2 separate regions of the Sus scrofa genome follow, and region 2 is linked to region 1. The links are chromatin contacts, called in public Hi-C maps. All regions are on one chromosome and are shown on one strand. The core of a region is the stretch at or near the end of the contact, and the rest is flanking DNA. Distances in the headings are between cores, read along the strand shown. Region 1 holds the start of TDRD7 (tudor domain-containing protein 7). Region 2 overlaps TDRD7 (tudor domain-containing protein 7).

Region 1 (4,044 bases), core at 1,020-3,519:
TACATCCTCACACATATTTTCAGTTAAAAATGACAAACTGCCTTTAAATTGTTTGTATAAAAGGCAATATTTTGTAAAAAACTGGCCCAATAGGGGAAATAATGAAAAGAATGAAGCTTCTAAAAACACAAAGGCAGGAGCAGGGAGGAGAAAGGTAGTTTTCCATCAAGAAAGAAAAAAACCAATTCACATAGATATGAAATGAGATTTCACTCCAAGCACCAAGGAACCTCTGTCCGTTTTGTATGTATCTGCTGACCCTGAAGCTTTGCCCAGAAGCAAAGCATTCATTCTATGTCAAATCTCGGTTCTCAGAAATAGCACTTGCTCACAGAGTCAGCACTTAAGAGTTGGATTCTATTTTTCCTTTACATTCATATGAAGTCTCTAACTAGACTGTACTGCACTGAGAACTTAAAGAGACATCCTTCAAAGAGTTAAATCTCTAGGTACAAAATACAATAGTTCATTCAGCCATGTTCAACTAGGACACTTAAAAGGGCATTAGCAGGGATTACATTTCATTTCCAATCTACAGGGGCTGTAATCTGAAGGCACCACCAAGTGCTACTTCACAGTCTCACTATGTTTCTCTAGCACACAGGGAGGCTGTGGGCTGGCAAAGGGCCCTGGACGGGAGGCACAGGGGATGTAGGTTCTACCCCGGTTGGCTCCACAGCCATTTCCCGCACCAGCACAGTTCATGATGCTCCCTGAATGGCAGTTGAGTGAACGTGCAGAAACCTCCACCATGGTCCAATTTATATGATAGACAGAACTTAAAGTTATGTCCCTGCCTCCAAGAGAGTGAAACACAATTATGTAAAATATGGGAAGTCTGGTGGAAGGAAAAGAGTTAACACTTCTTTATTACTATGAGTCAAAGGGACTACAGTAGTTATTTCACAAAAGCCTTGCAAAGTTAAGTATTTCCAATTGATAAACAGAAAGCCAGGCTCAAAAACACTATGTAATTTGTTCAATTTACACAATTACGAAGTGGAGAAGCCCAGAAGCCAAGTCTGCAAAGCTCCCACTATGCACAGTATGCAACACCAGCACATCAAAGCAGATGGGGAATAGGGACTTGGGTCTAATTTTCACTTCGGTCATTAAATTGTCATCTATCACAAGGCAGGGCACTTTTCAGCAAATTTTCCACCTGCACGAAAGTGGGGAAGGAGGGATGACCCAGATCAGTGGTATTTTTGTTTTCGTTTTGTAGGGTGGCTTTCGGGAATCTTTGGGGCCAAGACGTTTTCTAACATCGCTGTTTCCCTTTCCAGTTCTTTGAAATTGTTTGGGAGTGAGTGGTGCCCTTGGTTATGTATGGAAATGTACTGCACCTACCCCCTCAAGGAGATCTGAGCAGAACAGTCATGCGGGCTCCGAGCCCTTAAACTGAGGCTGAGAACCTGACCCTGTTGGGGGTTCTGGCGAAAGTAAAGAGACAACTCACTCTTGGATTCATATTTCCCTCCTTACTTGGTGCTCTGTACCCACCAGGTGCTCGCGGTTTAAGAGAAGCGGATAGTTATTTGTGTCCTACATTACTTAAGCGGCTTGCAGGGCTGGTCTGTAAAGAGAGGTCCGTGCCTTTAAGGAACTTAAAGTTCACGGTGTAAAATACGGGAGTTCAATAGCCAGGGGGCCCGGCTATCCCTTGCTCCAAGCGGGCGGCTGGGGGCCCCTGCGCCGGTACCAGGAACCACTTCCTGGTCATCATCTCCCGCCCCCTGTCCACACCCCCCTGCTGCATTTCCCCACTGCACTGAGTTTCCCAGGCGTCAGGGGTCCGTCCGACTCCCCAGGGGTGAACGCCCAGACAGCCCCGAGCGGTCGGGGGAGGGGTCCCATCAAAGATTTACAACACAACGCTCTGGAACTCCAACTCCCTGGAGCCCAGCCCGCTTTCCTGGGTGGAGACCGGGGCATCCTCTGCGGCTGCAGGGAAGAGGCCCGGGGTCCATTCGAGTCCCGCTCGGGCCACTGTTCCGCTAGCGACCCAGGTGCGTTGTGCCAGCCTGAAACCTCGCCAAACCTCGCCCGGCACCTGTCGTTTCTGCAGCCGGCGGGACCTGCGCTCACCTCGTTCTGGGGGCCTGCGGCCCGTCCCCGCGCCTCTGGGCCCGGCTCTCGCCGCCGTCTCCGCCAGGGCCACAGCCGCAGCCACCGCCCACTTTCGGTTTCCCCAGCACGGCCGGAGCCGCCGCTGCCGCCGCCGCCGCCGCCGCGGCTCGGGAATCACCTCAAGCCCCCGCCCCGCCCTGCTCGGCCCCGCCCCGCTCCGCCCCTCCCCGAGGGCAGCCCGGCTTCGGCTCTGCGCACGCGCGGGCACCCCGGCCGCGTCCGCCCACGCCGGCGTCCGCGCGTGGGAAGGGAAACCGACGCCGCCTAGCGGTTTCTGCGCGTGCCCACGCACGGGCCGTCGGCGGAAGACGACGGCAGGGCGGGCGCAGGAGCGCCTCCACGTGGACGATGCAAGAACGGGCGGGCCGGGAAGACCCGGGACCCAGCCCACTTCACCAGCACATGTGTGCGCCTGCTATTGCATTCGCGTACCCGTCAGATGTCTCATTCAGCTCTCGCTCAGTCTTTTCTTCGTTTCTGGGGCAGTTACTTTTTATTCTCTCAGACACCCACCTGGTCCGCTCATTTCCTTTCGGTCTTTTCTCAAGGGTTACCCTTTCGAGGAGGAGCCACCTTCTCAAAAATGTCTTCTCCTTCGCTAACATTCCCTGTCCCAACGCCTTCTCACCTTTCTCTCTCCTTAGCACCCGGGTAGCACACTCTATGTGTTTTACTTACCTTTTCGTTGTCTACTGTCCTCCTCAGATTAAAACTCTATGAGCTCAGGGATCTTTGTTTTGTTCCGTAATCTATTCCCAGAACCAAGAATAGTCCCTGGCACAGGGTAGGCTGACATAAACATTTCTCAAATTCATTTATTCATTCATTTGTTATAAAATTACTGAACACCTAGTATTCACTTTTTTTTCTGCACATTAATTCTACCAACATTTATTGGGCATATTGGTTTGTATTCCTTAAACCAACTATAAACACTTTGCTGCATTCATTCTATATGCCTTTACTGAGGGCCTACTATTTATTCAAACAGTATTTTTTACAGCTTTATTAAAGTATAATTGACATGCTACCCATGTTTAAAATGTACACTATGATGTTTTGACATGTGTATACAGCTGTGAAACTAGCACTGCTGTAAAAATAATGAACATATCTGTCTCCCCAAAAGAGTTTTCTCATGCACGTTTATAATCCTCACCTCATGTGCCTCTGTCCCTTGCCTTATCAACTGCAGCTTTGTTTTCTGTAGCTATAGATTAGTTTGTTTTTTCTAGAATTTTATATAAACAGAATCATATATGTGCTGTCTTTTTTGGGGGGGGGGGAATCCAGCCTCTTTCACTCAGCAGAAGCATGTTGAGATTCATCCATATTGCTGTGTGCACCAAGAGTTCAAGTCTTTTCATTTCTGAGTAGTATTCCATTGTATGGGTGTATGAAACCTACCATATGACCCAGCTATTCCATTCCCAGCATTTACCCAAGGGAAATGAAAACATACGTCCACATAATGACCTGGACAAGAATATTCATAGCAGTTTTGTTTGTAACAGCCAAACAGGAGAATAACACAGACCTCCATCAGTAGGCGAATGGACATTTGTATATTTGTACATACAACTACCCTGTACAGAACAACTGCTATTAATAGAGTGCCTACTATGTTAAGGCACAAGCCTGTGCTTGAGGAGCTTTAGATTCAGTGAAAAGAGGTAGTGGGCAATGAAGATGGAGATTGGAAACAGACTCTGGAAGGCCTGATAGCCATGCTTAGGAGTTTGGGCTTTTTTTCAAAGGCAATGGGAAACCGTTCAACGTCTTCTCTGAACACTGCTCTCTTTTTTATGCCCACATCTAGTCCCTGACTAAATCTGCCCAAATGTCTCTCCTTGGCAATTTTTTCATCCCCACTGCTGTATTTCAGTCTATTTCAGATATCTCTTTTCCTTCTCT
Region 2 (4,044 bases), core at 626-3,125, 60 kb before region 1:
CACATTTTAACCACTCCAAAGTACAATGGTAACATGCATCAAAATGGAGAGCACTTTAAAACAAGTTCCTTTTACCTGCCAGCTTACACTTGGTAGCCTGGAATGAGAGTGAACAGAACTTCGGGTTTAATTTGTATGCTTTGCTCTTTTCCACAGTCTCACTAAAACCATAGTCAACATAGCATACCTAAAGACAACAGAAACAACATTTAGGTTCAAATAAAATTTTTTATCCTCACTTAAAAAAAAAATCACTTGATGCATTTAACTGGCTTCATTTTATTCTGTAGTCAACATGTGAAGTTGCACCACTGCCTGGAAAAAGCCAGGGGAGGTGCCCCTGACTTAGCCTAGAAGAGGAAGGCTGGGCTGGGGCCTGGGAAGCCCGGGTGCCTGACTCCCAGGCCCTGCTCCTCTGCTGCACCTCTGCCAGCCGGAAGAGGAAGGAAGCCTGCTGATCCCGATGCCCTGCGCTGCCAGCTTCTCTGCAGCACCTGTGTGGGCTACCAGCCCTGACTGCCCCGCCCAGTCCTTAATATCACAATGCCTGCATCGCCTTATTCTTTCTTGATTTATACACTTCCACTAAGGCTCTGCTTCCTTAGGCAGCAATGTCTGCTTCTAGAGGAAGCATTGCACTGGTGGTATTCATCAGAGTCCAAATTCCTAATTGTGACAGTCTGCTCTCAGCCATTAGGCTTCCCAAGACGCTTTCTGTCAATGACAACAATGATGTTGTGGCTGGACACACAGTGACGTTGTGGCTGGAATTCTACACTGTAAAAGTAGATACTTCTGGGTTTTTCCAGGGCTAGGAAGCTGGCTTCGGCTTTCATCAAGGGCAGCAAAAGGTTCCAAGTCTCCTGGACAGAGTTTTGTGTTTGCAGAAAACCTGCCTGGCACTTCCTCACCACCAGCAGAGATTGCTGAGAGCCAGGATATTACATTCAGTGTATTAATAAAAATTTCAGTTGAAAAGGACGATATAACCAAAGCTTTTTTCTTTTTGGAGAAAAAGAAAATCTAGAAACAGTAAGCTGTGGTTTAGAATGACAACTAGGAACCTGAGGCAAAGTGATGAAAACTTAGTACGCTTCTCTAACACAAACCAGAGATGATTATTACAGAAAACAGGTCAACAAAAAGGCAGGGCAAAGAAATACCAAGTAACACAGAATTTTATTTCTGCAGTAAAATAAAGTCTACAGCTTCTGAGTACCCAGATTATGGTACTATGTATACAGAACAAAAATTCTCCCCATCAGAGAATCTAAGGAAGGAAAGAGAGAGAGACTAAGGCCCTTCCCTGACCACCTGATAACTGGGTCTGTGGGGCAAAGGATTCCCTCTTAGAGCCTGTACCTTGACACAGTGCTCCCTGGGGCCTCAACCCCCTGCAGGGACCCCTTGCTGCAGCCAGCTGCTTCTCCAGTCCTAAATTAGCACCTGCTCTTCCTTCCCAAAGGCCCTGGGATTCACGCAGCTTTTGTTTCCTTTAATAGCTATCACCACCTACAACTTGGATCCTGCTCTTCCTAGGCCTAAAATGGAGACATCGTGGTCTGAGAATAGGACAGAACATATGAAAGCATGATTCCTGGGCAAATCAGAAGGTATTCCGAGCACCAGGAGTCTAAAGAATGACGGCTCTCCGTTCTTCAAAGGGTTTCCGTAATGTCTGGAGCTTGTTTTCGTTCCTTTCTTTCTTCTTTTGAATCATGAGGCCATGTATTGGTATGGCAGCTGCAGTTCATAAAACATTTGGCCATGGGTTATCCAGCTGGACTCTCGCCACCCTCTGCCCTGGCTCAGGACCCTGGCACTGGGCCCCAGTCCATTCCTGGCTCTCTGGCCCCCTCAAGTGGCCAAAGGTCTCAAAGTGCTGCCTGAGTAATGACCAGGAATAAGCCCTGTATGTAATAACCCCTGGTATGTGGGCCTGGGCCAGGCCAAACTGGCACAACCTGAGGGGGTGACCTCATGTTCCCGTTTCTCGTAGTCACCAAGATCTGCGGAAAGCAAGGAGGGCATTAGAACTTGCTGTCAGGCGTAGTAAAATTCAAGAGAAACAAGACTTACAAAGCAGCTGGGTGGTCTCCAGATAAAGGAAGGGTAAAATTCCCCTGTCTGGTCCATGGGAATATGGGGAACGAGATCAGGCCTGGGTTGCTACAATGCCTGCTGTCGTAAGAACTAACCACCACACTGCCCCTTTCATTCCTAACAGCAGCCCACAGCTCTCGGCAGCAATGACACAGCCATCACTTCCTTTACGAGGCACTTTCCTGTTCTGGCTTTGTGACACTGTGCTCTTGCTTTTCCTCTTTTTTTTTTTTTTTTTTTTTGGCCTTTCTTAAAGCCCTCTTTGCTCCTCTCATGGCCACCATCTAAATGCTAAAGTGTTTCAGAGCCTGGTTCTGGGTCCCCTTCTCTGCTCTATGGGTGAGTCTTCCTCCAGGTGGTCTGACCTAGTCCCATGGCTGCAAGCAGCACCTACATGCGGATGCTCTCCTAACCCCATCTCTCTCCCATCCTGACCTCTCCCTGAGCCTCCCTTGAGGCTCGTCCATGTGAAATCTGATAGCCATTCTCAAATCTACCAAGTCCTACAAAATTTTTTTTTACTTTTTTAATGATTTTTACTTTTTTTCCAGTATAGCTGGTTTCCAGTGTTCTGTCAGTTTTCTACTGTTAGAGCAAGGTGACCCAGTCACACATACATATGTACATTCTTTTTTCTCACATTATCATGCTCCATCATAAGTGACCAGATATAGTTCCCGGTGCTACACAGCAAAAAAATTTTTTGAATTAAAGTATAGTTGATTTACAATGTTGTTACCAATTCTGCTGTACAGCAAAGTGACTCAATCATTCTTTTTTTTAACATTATTTTCTATCAGGGTCTATCCCAGGAGATTGGATATAGTTCCCTGTGCTACTCCGTAAGATCCTACAAAATTCTTTCTTTTTTTTTTTTTTTTTTTGTCTTTTGTCCTTTTAGGGCCGCCCTAGTGGCATATGGAGTTTCCCAGGCTAGGGGTCTAATCAGAGCTGTAGTTGCTGGCCTACACCACAGCCACAGCAATGCCGGATCCTTAAACCACTGAGCAAGGCCAGGGATCAAACCCACAACCTCATGGTTCCTAGTTGGATTCATTTCCACTGCACCACAGTGGGAACTCCAGATCTTACAGAATTCTTGATTCTCCTATATGTTGGTTCTTCTCCCTGACTTCAAGATTTCAATAGATGGCACTACTATCTACCCAGTTGCTCAAGTTCCAAATACAGTAGCTATCCTGACTCTTCTCTTTCCTTTCCTTCCACATTCAATGATTGGTGTCTTGTCAGTTCTACCTCCAAATATATCCTGAATCTGACCTAGTACTTCTGTCTTCACTACTGACACCCTAACTCAGGTTACAAGTGGCGGGCTATTCCAACAGCCAACTAACTGGCCTTTCTTTCCTTCTCTGTCCTACTCCAATACACGCCCCTCCCAGGCATGGGAACAATCTTTGATGCATGGAAACCAGATCACATCTTCCTGCTTATCCCATCCATCACAGTTATTTCTATCACAGAACCCTGGTTACTTCCTTCGCTGCATTTAAGGGGTCTTGTTTGTTTATTATATACTGGTTAATCGTCTTTAACTAATGTATAAGCTTCTTGAAAACAAAGACTTGTCTGTCTTGTCTCCTTCCCTGGGACAGAGAAAAAAAAATCAATGAAAACTGTATCAAGCAGATACTGGCATGATTACAGTGTCTAAATTTATAGGTAAGGAATCAGAGAGGATAAATAACTTTCCCAAGGCCGCAGAGGTAGAAGCGGCAGAGCGGGGACTCAAACTCAGATCTATGGGACTCTAGAGCCTAAACTCCCAAAATAGAAAGAAGGAAGGAAGGTCCAGGTGATTTCTGCCCTTACAGAGCTCACACTGGGAGCCACCCTTGTGGAGTATTTGCAGTACTTATTGTAAACACCGTTGTACTGTGAACACGTCACTAGGGTTTGTGTATGGTTCTTCTTTTCATA

What was found. Hi-C and Micro-C count contacts between places; a contact is called where the count stands out from the background.
Region 2: a Hi-C map of skeletal muscle shows a contact between it and region 1, with 2.5 times the contacts expected there. The contact joins the enhancer-like site here to the promoter of TDRD7 in region 1. A contact is called at or near these places in 1 of 5 promoter capture datasets (liver), 6 of 47 Hi-C or Micro-C datasets (liver, psoas muscle and skeletal muscle) and 2 of 2 datasets of contacts at active chromatin or transcription factors (alveolar macrophages and skeletal muscle).

What each region holds. Positions count from the first base shown.
Region 1 is chr1:239,283,853-239,287,896 of Sscrofa11.1, reverse strand. It overlaps TDRD7 (tudor domain-containing protein 7), which reads right to left and starts at 2,269. Exons shown (of 17, transcript XM_001924680.5): 1 at 2,089-2,269.
Region 2 is chr1:239,343,127-239,347,170 of Sscrofa11.1, reverse strand. TDRD7 (tudor domain-containing protein 7) reads right to left here. Exons shown (of 17, transcript XM_001924680.5): 9 at 76-187. Among named protein-coding and RNA genes, the nearest start is that of TMOD1, 30 kb to the left of the region's middle. Within about 2 kb of position 1,875, at least 33 of the 83 cell types and tissues checked have an H3K27ac peak or open chromatin away from gene starts, as enhancers often do. A contact at or near this core is called in alveolar macrophages and skeletal muscle, where this site is marked.